Linked DNA regions of Mus musculus: region 1 is linked to region 2. A link is a contact called in public Hi-C data. All regions are on one chromosome and are shown on one strand. Each heading gives the region's core, a stretch centred on a gene start, on an enhancer-like site or on the middle of the called end of the contact. The rest is flanking DNA. Distances are from core to core; before and after follow the strand shown.

Region 1 (5,206 bases), core at 11-2,510, 120 kb after region 2:
GCTGTGGCATCCCAACCTTGGACCAGGATCCCCAGAAAGGTCAGGCCATGCGACCAAGGACCGGACCTCAGCAGAGGTGTCACCGGTTGGAAAGAAATGGAGTGTGGAGCTAGCGGGCTGTGAAAAAGGCCAGGGGCAACAAAGGAGCTTTCAGAGGTGACATTTGGAATAATCAGAGCCCGGAGAGGGAGGCAAGGGAGAAACCTTATAGTTGGCTTCTGTTCTGCTCACTTGCAGCGTGGGTTCAGGAACTGCTCTGACTGGAAAGGGGCCGGGTGGGAAATGTAAAGGCAGAATTGCTGGTCTGGAATCCATGAGGCCAGAGTAATAAAAGGTCCCAGGGATCACGGAGACAGAATAGGAGCTGAAGCCACCACACAAGCACTGTTACTGCAGAGAATATTAGGATGACAAAAAAATTGCAAAGAACCAATGGGTAGTTTATTATTATTATTATTATTATTATTGTCTTATAAAGAAGGGAGGGAGTTAAAATTACTGTACAAACTGTGCTGAGGTTTTCATAAGCTGGGGGGGGGGGGGAGGAGGAGGCACATTCCAGGTGTGACCTGGGCAGCTGGGAGGGGACCAGTTACCGAGAGGGGAAAAGTGGGAACAGAAAGGAGGGAGAGGCCCTGGCTTTGTCGGGAGATTTTCCTTGGGGGAGATGGTGGTGGCTAGACTGTAAGAACGAAGATTTCGTGTTTGGGGTATGACAAGTTGGAGAGGCACATATGTCTCAGGGAACTTTATTTTAATAAAGTCAGCAGGATTGTTTTATGCTTGCTGGGACGAAAGTGTCTGGGTATACTGAGAAGGCCTGCAGTCATATGCCAGCCATCGGTGCCATCCTTACAGGGAGAGACTCAGGCTCCATGACTGTATGTGAGGCTTATGTACTCAGCCCCATTTCCATCAATTTACAAAAAGTCATTTAGGCCATAGCATTGGCCTAGCAGTCACCTGGGTGCCTGACGCAAATTTTGGAGGCCTGAGAAGGATGTCCGATGACAGATATGAGACAAAAAGAAAAGCATGCTCATATTCTGAAACAGCACACCAAATTTAATTAGCAAAAACTTTTTAGGGGAAGACAAAGACTTACACTGGAAGTCCAAAAACATTAACTACAAAGTAAAACTATGGGGTTCAGATTAACTGCTTGCCCTGAAAAATATCCTAGGAGTTGGGTCACTGTGGCCTCAGAATGAGTCACTGGCATGTTATGGTTGTCAAAGAACATTACTGTGATTTTAGGGGCAAATTGAAGCTCGGATATTCAGACCAAGGGAGGTTGTCAGACAGGGCTGCCCAGATCACATATGGTGGATGGTTTTAACTCTGACCTTAGAGATGCAAGGTGATTCCCTCGCCTGGAGCATCAGGCTGTTCTGCTGTAAAGACCTGCTGATTTAATTTTTAAGTAGGCCTTACATCCTTTGGTATTGGTTACGAGATAATTCTGGTGCCATGTGTTAACACGATGAGAATATTAAAATGTCCTCACTTGAATCCTGTCAACAGCTGGTGTTACACACAGTAGCACCATGAGTAAGCACGGTGAGACAGAGAAGAACGAGTCTCTTCTCATTTGTTTTTGCAAACTGTTGTGACAAAGATATCTCTGTATATCAGTCCTTGTGCCAACAGCTGCATCCGTTTTGAAGTTTGCAACAGCCAATTCAGATAATATCTCCTGGTACCATCATTATTTCTCAGTATAAATTAATCTCAGTATCAGAAGAATAGAATAGAAAATTTAAAAAAAAAAAAAAGCCTTGTTAGTCTGGGCACAGCTAATATTTCCTCCAAGTTGTCATTACCTCCCTCACCAGGTCAGGGCTAGATTTGTTCTTTTGTTGAGAGAGTTGCTATAAAGTCCCAAGTTGGCCTTGAGCTCACGATCATTTGTTCCCAGCCTTCCAAATGCTTGGATCACACGTGCACATCACCATAGGCAGCACCTGCCCTCTATGAAACACCTGTTTCTCCTTATTTTCTCAGTCAACAGATGGAAATTATCCCATAGTAAACTCTGTCTTTTGGGTTATCACCCCAGTTAACATCCTCCTCGTCCTCCCTGTCCTCCCCATCCTCCCCATCCTCCTCGTCCTCCCTGTCCTCCCTGTCCTCCCCGTCCTCCCCATCCTCCCCGTCCTCCCCATCCTCCCCGTCCTCCCCGTCCTCCTCGTCCTCCTTGTCCTCCCTGGCATTTTAAACATGCCCACAGATACTGGAGCTGAGTAGGAGCAGCCTGTCAACATCACTTCAGGAGCATCTGGCCTGTGGTGTGGGGAGGAGGCAAGTCTCTGGACTTGGGATGGATATTCTATTGCTGAGGGAGCTGTCTGAGGCCGTCACACCCCAGTCCCAGGCCCGTGGCTCAGTGATCTTAAAGGGAATTCTCCTAAGTCCATGGACACTTTTATTTGATGATCTCTTTCCCTTGGTGAACCCACTGCATGTGGTGAAAGAGAAGGTTTGGGGTGTAGGCCTTCTGCACAGCGCAGGACACACACATACACACTCCTACAAACAAACCAACATTTATTGAACAGCCTTGTCCTAGAGATGCAACAGTGTGGAGAGTATGGAGCCTGTGCTCAGTGTGTTCTCAGTCCAGTAAGAGAGACAGGGCACAGAGAATACATTAAATTATTCTTAAGCTTCACGATTTGGGGCTGGTAGGATGGCTCAATGGTTAATAGCTCTCGCTGCTCTTCTAGAGGACACGGGTTGGATTTCCAGCACCCACATGGTGTCATTTGTAACTCCTGTTCCAGGGGATCTGATGCCCACTTATGACCTCTGTGGGCACCAAGCTTGCTCGTGGTGCACATACATACACGAAGCAAACACTCATACATGTAAAATAAATACATTTAGAAGATTAAAAACGTCATACTTCATAAGGAAAGTTAACTGGGAGGTTGTTGATTCTTTGAGTCGTAGTTGTGTCAGAGCAAAGGAAAAAAAAACAGTCATAAAAGTTGGGGACACCTACTCTGTTACGCTTGCAGACAGGAGCCTTGTATAACTGTCATCAGAGGCTTCACCCAGCAGCTGATGGAAACAGATGCAGAGACCCACGGCCAAACATTAGGTGGAGCTTGGGGAATCCTACGGAAGAGGGGGAGGAAGGATTGTAGGAGCCAGAGGGGTCAAGGACACCACAAGAAAAACGACAGAATCAACTAACCTGGGCCCATCGGGGCTCCCAGAGACTGAACCATCAACCAGGGACCGTGCATGGAGCTGACCTAAACTCTACACATATGTTACAGTTGTCCCAACAGTTGCTTGGTCTTCATGTGGGATTCCTAGTAGGGGGAGCAGGATTGTCTCTGACTCTGTTGTCTGCCTTTGGGACCCTTTCCTCCTCTGAGCTTCCTCTTCTAAGCCTCAATAGGAGAGGATGTACCTAGTCCTACTGCAGCCTGATGATATGCCCAGGCCGGTTGACATCCATGGGAGCCTCCCCTTTTCTGAAGAGAAAGGGGAGAGGAGTAGATGTGGGTGGGCAAGAACTAGAAGGAAAGGAGGGAGAGGAAGCTGTGGTTAGGAGGTAAAGTAAATTTAAAGAAAGGAAGAAGATAGAGGAGTAGGTGCAGAGAATTTGGATTTATCGGCGTTGTGAAGAGATAAGGCCGGCAGGATGGACAGGAACTCGGGGTCTCAGATAGCATCTAATTCAATAGAAAAGAACAGGATGGACTTTTGTATAGATTAGTCTCGTCTAATTGAGTGCTATAATGAAGTATGCTGTGTAGTTCCATGCAATGTACAATTCTATGATAGTGGAAGGAAGACTAGTAGGTTTACAGTCTGTTGCTGTCTCTTCCTTTCTCCCACCCCCTTTTTCCCAGGCAAGATTCTGAGAGGTCAATGGAGCGTCGTGGTGGAGAACAAGAGATTCTAATAATCTAAGGTGCAGAAGCCAGCAGGTAGCCAGTGGAAAACAGGCTTTGTCCTTAGTTGTTGGGTCTTTTCCTTGATTTTTGTGACATACCCCGGTGCAGAGGTTGGTTAGGAAAGTACCTGGTGGACCCCAGGTCTGAAGGATTGCTCCTATTGGGGCTCGTGAGTTTAGGTAAATAGACTCAGCCTACTGGTGACACTTAAGTCGTCTTGTATTACAATCTAACCCAGGGTTCTAGGAATGTGTTAATTTTTGTGATCAATAAACCACCCACAAAGCAAGGACTCTATCTTGGGTTTATAAACCTTCTGGTTCCTGCCCTCAGGAAGTTCTAATTCTAAGATGTCATGTAGGGCTTTAATATGTAGACCCTTGCCCTACTTCCAAGATCGTTGTAGACTTCCTTTGGGTTCTGTGCAGACAGTAATACAGCACCTTTCTCATAGTTGTCACAAAGTATTTGACCAATACCTTAAAGAGGGAAAGGTTATTATTGTCTCATGGCTTCAGATGGGGTCGGTCCACCAGAGTGGGGGAAGCATGACCCAGCACTCAGAACAGCGAGGGTCTGTGGCTCTTCTGTTTTCACACCATGGTGGATCAGGAGCCAAGGAGGTATGACCTTCAATGGCTTGCCTCTCGATACTTAGGTCTGCCAGCCAGGTCCCACCACCTCAAGGTTCCACAGCCTCCCAGGATTCAAATAATGAGCCCGTGGGAGACATTTCCCATTCATGTCCTAACATCTTTTGGGAATTGTGACGTTTGAGTTGCCCTTTGCCAGGTCTCGTACATTTATTTCTTTTGCTTATTGAATACCCGCAAGACAGCGGCATACAGCAGCAGTAACTGGGGGTGTCTTTTCCTCGTTTCTGACTGTTTGCTGGGATGATTGACTGACGCTTCCCATACTTTATAAGTAAGGCTGGTGCTTTCCCGTGGAGACCTCCATCAGATATTTCTAGTTCAAACATGTTACCTCGTGCAAAGATGATTTTTAAAAGTATATTCCCAATCAATTGGATGCCCCAAATTATTCAATACACGAATGTGGTAAGTTATATCAATAGATCCTCTCTTATTAAATTGGCAATACCCCTGAAGCAAATCTAACTTGATTGGTCTATCTTTTTTTGTTTTTTGTTTTTTGGTTTTTTGAGACAGGGTTTTTCTGTGTAGTCCTGGCTGTCCTGGAACTCACTTTGTAGACCAGGCTGGCCTCAAACTCAGAAATCTGCCTGCCTCTGCCTCCCAAGTGCTGGGATTAAAGGTGTGCACCACCATCGC
Region 2 (5,452 bases), core at 1,559-4,058:
GTCCAACAGTGTTCCTCAGCGGCATCCTTTAGCCACGAGGGTCCGTCTCACCATTGTCTCAGAGAAGCTGTCTACGGGCCCGGGCTCTCTGAAACCACAAGGCCAATGGATGCATCCTCCTCAGAAAGGCTTTCTCTCAGGTGTCTGTCGTGGTGATTGACATTCATAGCTGCTGACCAGAGAGGCTGATGTTGAAGGGAGATGAGGATTTTAGACAGAGTTTTGAAGCTATGCAGGAAGCCTAAGGTTTCCTCACACTGACTTCTGGGTGATCTGACTTGGAGGGGTGTACGCTCTGGGGAGGGGTAGGCATAACAACTACCTTAACTATATGCAATACTTTGCCTATGTCCTTAGAGAAACATAAGGGGCTAATATTCCAGAATTATTTTGATTACAGAAGTATTGCTGTTGAAGATTACATATACATATATATATATACACACATATACACATATACATATATACATCTGTAAAAGAATATGTTATCCAAGGACCTAGAGATAACGTATAATTCCCACTTCATTTTAATTCTGCTATTTTACATTTCATATTTTATCCTGCAACAAGTATATTCTAATCTTAATTCTCCTTACTGTGGAATTAAGTGCCCCATTAATGAAGCAGTTGTTAATATATGCAAATAGTATAAAGTGATATAACTAGCAAAGACCTCTTAATGACGAATTAGCATAACATGCTAATGCCCCATGCTTTGCCACTCTTATTCCTGTTCTGAGGCAGATTTTAAGTGTTTTTGCTCCGATTACTTGTGTTAGTTAATGCCACGTTCTGAAATAAGACACCATTTACTAATCTAGCAACCCATTTGCTTCCTGCTGTCTTCCTACTACCGGGAAGCCAGCTCACTTCTGTGCCACGGGAATACAGGAACAAGGTAGAGCCCTGTGACTTATTTACAGCCCATGTGCAGAGGGGATTTAGCACCATTTCCTAAAGCCGTGGCTTTGGGAAATGATAAAATCCCATTCGGGTTCAAGGGGAGGAGAAGCAGCCCCCATCACCTGATAGAAGGTGTTTTTTTTTTTTTTTTTTTTTAAAGATTTATTTATTTATTATATGTAAGTACACTGTAGTTGTCTTCAGATACACCAGAAGAGGGCATCAGATCTCATTACGGGTGGTTGTGAGCCACCATGTGGTTGCTGGGATTTGAACTTCGGACCTTCAGAAGAGCAGTCGGGTGCTCTTACCCACTGAGCCATCTCACCAGCCCCTAGAAGGTGTTTTGTCGTGAAGTTTTAAACGTAGCACAAGGGATGGAAGATACTATTTCACCCATCCTTGGGAGCACTGGTTTTCACTAGACTTATTTTGTATCATGTTTATAGATTTTTCACTATGTATATATTCACAAATTAATTATTGTAGATCGTATTTCAATGTATTCACTTTGCAGCCCTAGGATGTAGCTATCGTTCTTTCTACGTATCCAGAGGTGGCTCATGTACATGATTGTTTAGCTGACACACTATTTAAAGATTGTGGGTTTGCGACTTCTGTATCAGAAGACTGGATACATTAGTGAGGTCTCCTCGGATCATCTGTAGACTGGAGATGAGGTGTGCATGGGTGATCCCATCCAGAAGTTCTCTGTTTGCCACAGCCCCCAACCAGCCCTGATTTAGAAAGAATAGCTTCCCGTCCTACCGTGGAAAATAATAAGAGCGATATTTGGCTTTTGTGCTCTCTCTCTCTCTCTCCCTCCCTCTCTCTCTCTCTCTCTCTCTCTCTCTTCCTTTCTATCTGCTTTTTCTTTGGAAAAGACCACCGTGTAGACACTTTCTGTTTAAAGGGTACCGACGGCACACTGCTCATCTGAAGAACAGGGACAAATGATGTGCTAAAGTTCCAGAACGGTCCAGCTGCTCCATTCCAACTCTTCCCACGCTGGTCCTGTTAGAAGTTCCTGGGGTGGAGCACAGGTCTCCTGAAGACCTGGGATTTGCTGTCACTGCCAGATCCAGTGCCTTGGGATTCCCACTGCGGAGGCACGGCCAACTGCAGGGGGGGGGGGTGGCACCACCGGCAAGCGGGGTTTCCCAGCACCAGTCTCTCCTGGAGGTGAGCGTGCACAGAGCACTTGCCCTGCAGGATAAGTGTCTGGTGTTCACACCACCACCGCTCAGAGCCAGTCCTGAGTGTCCCTAGCAGCTCAGAGCCACAATGCTCACTTTGTCCCTTCAAGGGTTTTTCACCGTTTCTCAAATGTCAGCAGATAACCGTAGAGTGCTGATTAAACAACCGACAGCGTTAGCTAGGCAGTAGAGCTGCCTTCTCTAGCCCGGCAGAGCACCGGGGCTGCACTGAAAGCCTAGCGGGTGGATTGTGCTTCTCCTCGGGACGCCGTTGCCCTCTGGAAACCAGAATTTTCACCAGCTCTTTAATATTCATAGAACTATTTCCTTTCAGCTTCGGACCATGGTTTAATTGCTCTTAAATGTCAGAGGAGGTCCTGTCATTTTGTGGACTACCCAGTCTATGTTAGGTAGTTTCTCTCTGACTCGAATCCATCCTATTCCATCTCTTCCCTAACTTGTGACCCTGCTTCTGAGCTCTGCTTCTTACCCCTCAATGTTCACTAGGGCGTCTACTATCTATCTCGGATGCATATTGTTTATGGAGTTAATGGTGTAAAAAAATCACAATATTTTTTTCTTTGCCTCACTACTCTGTAATTGGGGCAAGATTCTGTACAGATAACAATACATCATTGCCAGAGCAGCTCAGCTATGGTTGGATCCAGTTCTCAAATGACTCACTGCTGGCTGGCTGGCTGGCTGGCTGGCTGGCTCTGGGTTTAGGCCCTGGGCACTTGTGCTCTATGTGGGCCTCCTCATGTAGCCTGGGCTTCCTCACACTGTGGTGAGTGAATTCCAAGTATGAGCAAGACAAGAGAGAAAACAAGGTCACACTGGCTGTTGTGACTTGGTCTCAGAAACACGTAGGATTAGTAGTAGAAACAATCACAAAGACCCCACGTGGCTGTCAGGAAAGAACGCCGCCGCCGCCACTCCTTGATGGGAGAACTACGGTAAGGTTCTAGAAGAGAAATAGGCCAGAAATATTATCTCAGTCACTTTAGGGGAATGTAGTTTACCCTACACCATAGATGTATGTTCCTCTAATAATATATTATTTAAAATTTTACATGACATTCTCTCTTTCTTCCTCTTCTCTCATTTGTTTTTGAGAAAAGTTCCTATGTATGCCACGCTGGCCTCAAACATCATCACCTGCATAGGTAACGATGACCTTGAACTTATGGGTTCCTTGTCTCCGCTTTTCCTGACTGCTAGAATTCCACACACACACCACCATGCCCTGCTAATGTCTCAGCATAAATTCATTCATTTTTATAACTGTATAATATCTCACGGTAATTATTTCAATCTTGTTCTCTCTCCCTCACTGTACATATGCAAGATTTTTCTGTTTCTGTTTCAATTTTGTATCATGCTTCTCTGAACATTCTCAATAAATCTGCCAGTGTATGTGAGCCTACTGTCATCGTTTTGAACCTGGGGTGAAGTTTAGTGCACCTGAGCCTACTGCAGCAGCTCTGATCCTGGGTAAGGTTTAACAATGTTAGAGAAATCTGATGAATGTCTCACCCACTTTTGGTTTGCACCACTGGGGTACAGATCGTGGCTGCTGTGTGAGGCACACCTCCTTAAAAACAACAAAAGAATTTATCTGATCCAAGATATCAATGTACTAAAATGGAAAAACTCAATTTAGAGTATATAATTAGAGGTGAAATCTGAGGTATTTATAGTTTTAATTTTACTAGGTAACCCTAAATCATTTGACCAGCATTTTGGACCAGCTCATGCTCCAACCCAGATGCTGTGTATCCTCTGATTCTTCTCCAGGCTTTTCCCTTCCAAAGTTCATGATCACATGCTTTGACCCCCTGTGTGTGCACATGTGTGCATGTATGCATGTGTATGTATGGGGCGCATTGAAGTTCAACTCTATGTCCTTGCCCATGCAAGGAATGTACTTTTACTCTGAACAACACACCAGGTTCCCATCTAATATATGTGTGTGTGTGTGTATACATATATATATATACAAACATACATATTTGTCTGGGTTTTTGTTTGTTTGTTTTTCTGTGTTTGTTTGTTTGTTTGTTTCTTGACAGACTCTCGCTATGTAGCCCTGGATAGCCTGGAACTTGTTGTACAGACCAGTCTGGCCTCAAACTCCCAGAAATCCCTCTGCCTCTGCTTGTTTTTTGTTTTGAGACAGAACCCACATTGGCCTCAAGCTGCACCAGCCTCTCAAGTCCTGGGATTCCAGGCCTGTGCCGTGGTTTGAGGCTCATCTCAGTATTGATTTGTAGGAGCGCTTGATGTAGTCAGTCTCTGGATCTTAATCCCTTATTAGTTGTATGCATTGCTGATATTTTCTCTGTTTATGTCTTATCTTTTCACTCCTTCATGGTTCTTCCGGTGAATAGATGCGCTTCCGTTTTCTGTCAAAACCCATCAATCATGTGCTATCCTTTATGGTCTGGGGTGTTATTTATGAGTGCCTTTGGGGCCCCAAGGGCCCTTCTGCTTCCCTGGGTTGTTAGTTCATTGAGGGTCTCATCCCTTCTGGGTCGAGAGACCTACAGTTCCAGACGCTGAGGTCACTACCATACTCTCCTCCTCTGCTGTTACCTCATCTGCCCGGTTTTCAGGCACCTCATTTCTTCACTTACCCTGCTGGCATGGCACTCCTCCTATGACCTCTCTAGCCCTGGCTCTCTCTACCTAGGACTAGACTCTACTGTCTGGGGACTGACTTCAAAATGGACTGGCTTCTCTGAGGCCATGCCTTCCCCTCAGATTCAGTGCTATTGAAGATGTCTCTTCATCATTGTCCTTGCCAGAAGAGAGTCCAGTTTTCCAAATGATTGGAATATTTCATTCATACTCATCTTAGACAATCTCTTCTGAGGATGAAGTCAAGAAAGGGGTGGAGTCAAAGATGCCCAGTGGTACCCAGAAAGACTGTTTCTCACAGGAGGATACCCTTACGATGAGCCTGTTTGCTGTGACGATAGGCTTTCAAGCAAGGGGTCCCACTCCGTCCCCCTAAAACTGGCCACAGTGTAAGAGTGACATTAGAGAAGAATCTAACAGCACTGCTCCCTACCCATCACCCCAATTGTCCCCCTCCCTGTCCTCACACACAGCTTTCCATCACTCCTGGAGCCCTTCTCCCACCATTTAGACTTCATTTCAGCCTGGGTATCCTTGGCTTCAGCACCCAGTGCTTGCCAAAGCCTTGGAGGAATCTCTGCTTTTGTGTCTAGCACCTCCTATCTGCACCGAGATAGGCTCAAGGTGCCATGACCCACATTCAAGGTCTGGATAAAGTACAAGAGATAACCCTCCAGGTGTCCCATCTGGACAGTCACCAGGCCAGGGAGAAG

The links. Hi-C and Micro-C count contacts between places; a contact is called where the count stands out from the background.
Region 1: a Hi-C map of the C2C12 cell line shows a contact between it and region 2, with 4 times the contacts expected there. The contact joins two enhancer-like sites. A contact is called at or near these places in 4 of 39 promoter capture datasets (the 3T3-L1 cell line, the C10 cell line, hippocampal neurons and 1 more), 3 of 15 datasets of contacts at CTCF or cohesin (the NIH/3T3 cell line, large pre-B cells and pro-B cells), 30 of 484 Hi-C or Micro-C datasets (B cells, the C10 cell line, the C2C12 cell line and 19 more), 20 of 115 datasets of contacts at active chromatin or transcription factors (the 230-238 cell line, the NIH/3T3 cell line, astrocytes and 11 more) and 2 of 9 other capture datasets (adipose tissue and liver).

The regions. Positions count from the first base shown.
Region 1 is chr3:122,437,096-122,442,301 of GRCm38.p6, forward strand. The region is part of intron 2 of Bcar3 (breast cancer anti-estrogen resistance 3); the gene reads left to right. Among named protein-coding and RNA genes, the nearest start is that of Bcar3, 20 kb to the left of the region's middle. Within about 2 kb of position 1,261, at least 9 of the 459 cell types and tissues checked have an H3K27ac peak or open chromatin away from gene starts, as enhancers often do. A contact at or near this core is called in the C2C12 cell line, granulosa cells, muscle stem cells and 1 more, where this site is marked.
Region 2 is chr3:122,314,708-122,320,159 of GRCm38.p6, forward strand. No RefSeq gene overlaps it. Among named protein-coding and RNA genes, the nearest start is that of Gm40139, 4.2 kb to the right of the region's middle. Within about 2 kb of position 2,809, at least 63 of the 459 cell types and tissues checked have an H3K27ac peak or open chromatin away from gene starts, as enhancers often do. A contact at or near this core is called in the C2C12 cell line, granulosa cells, muscle stem cells and 1 more, where this site is marked.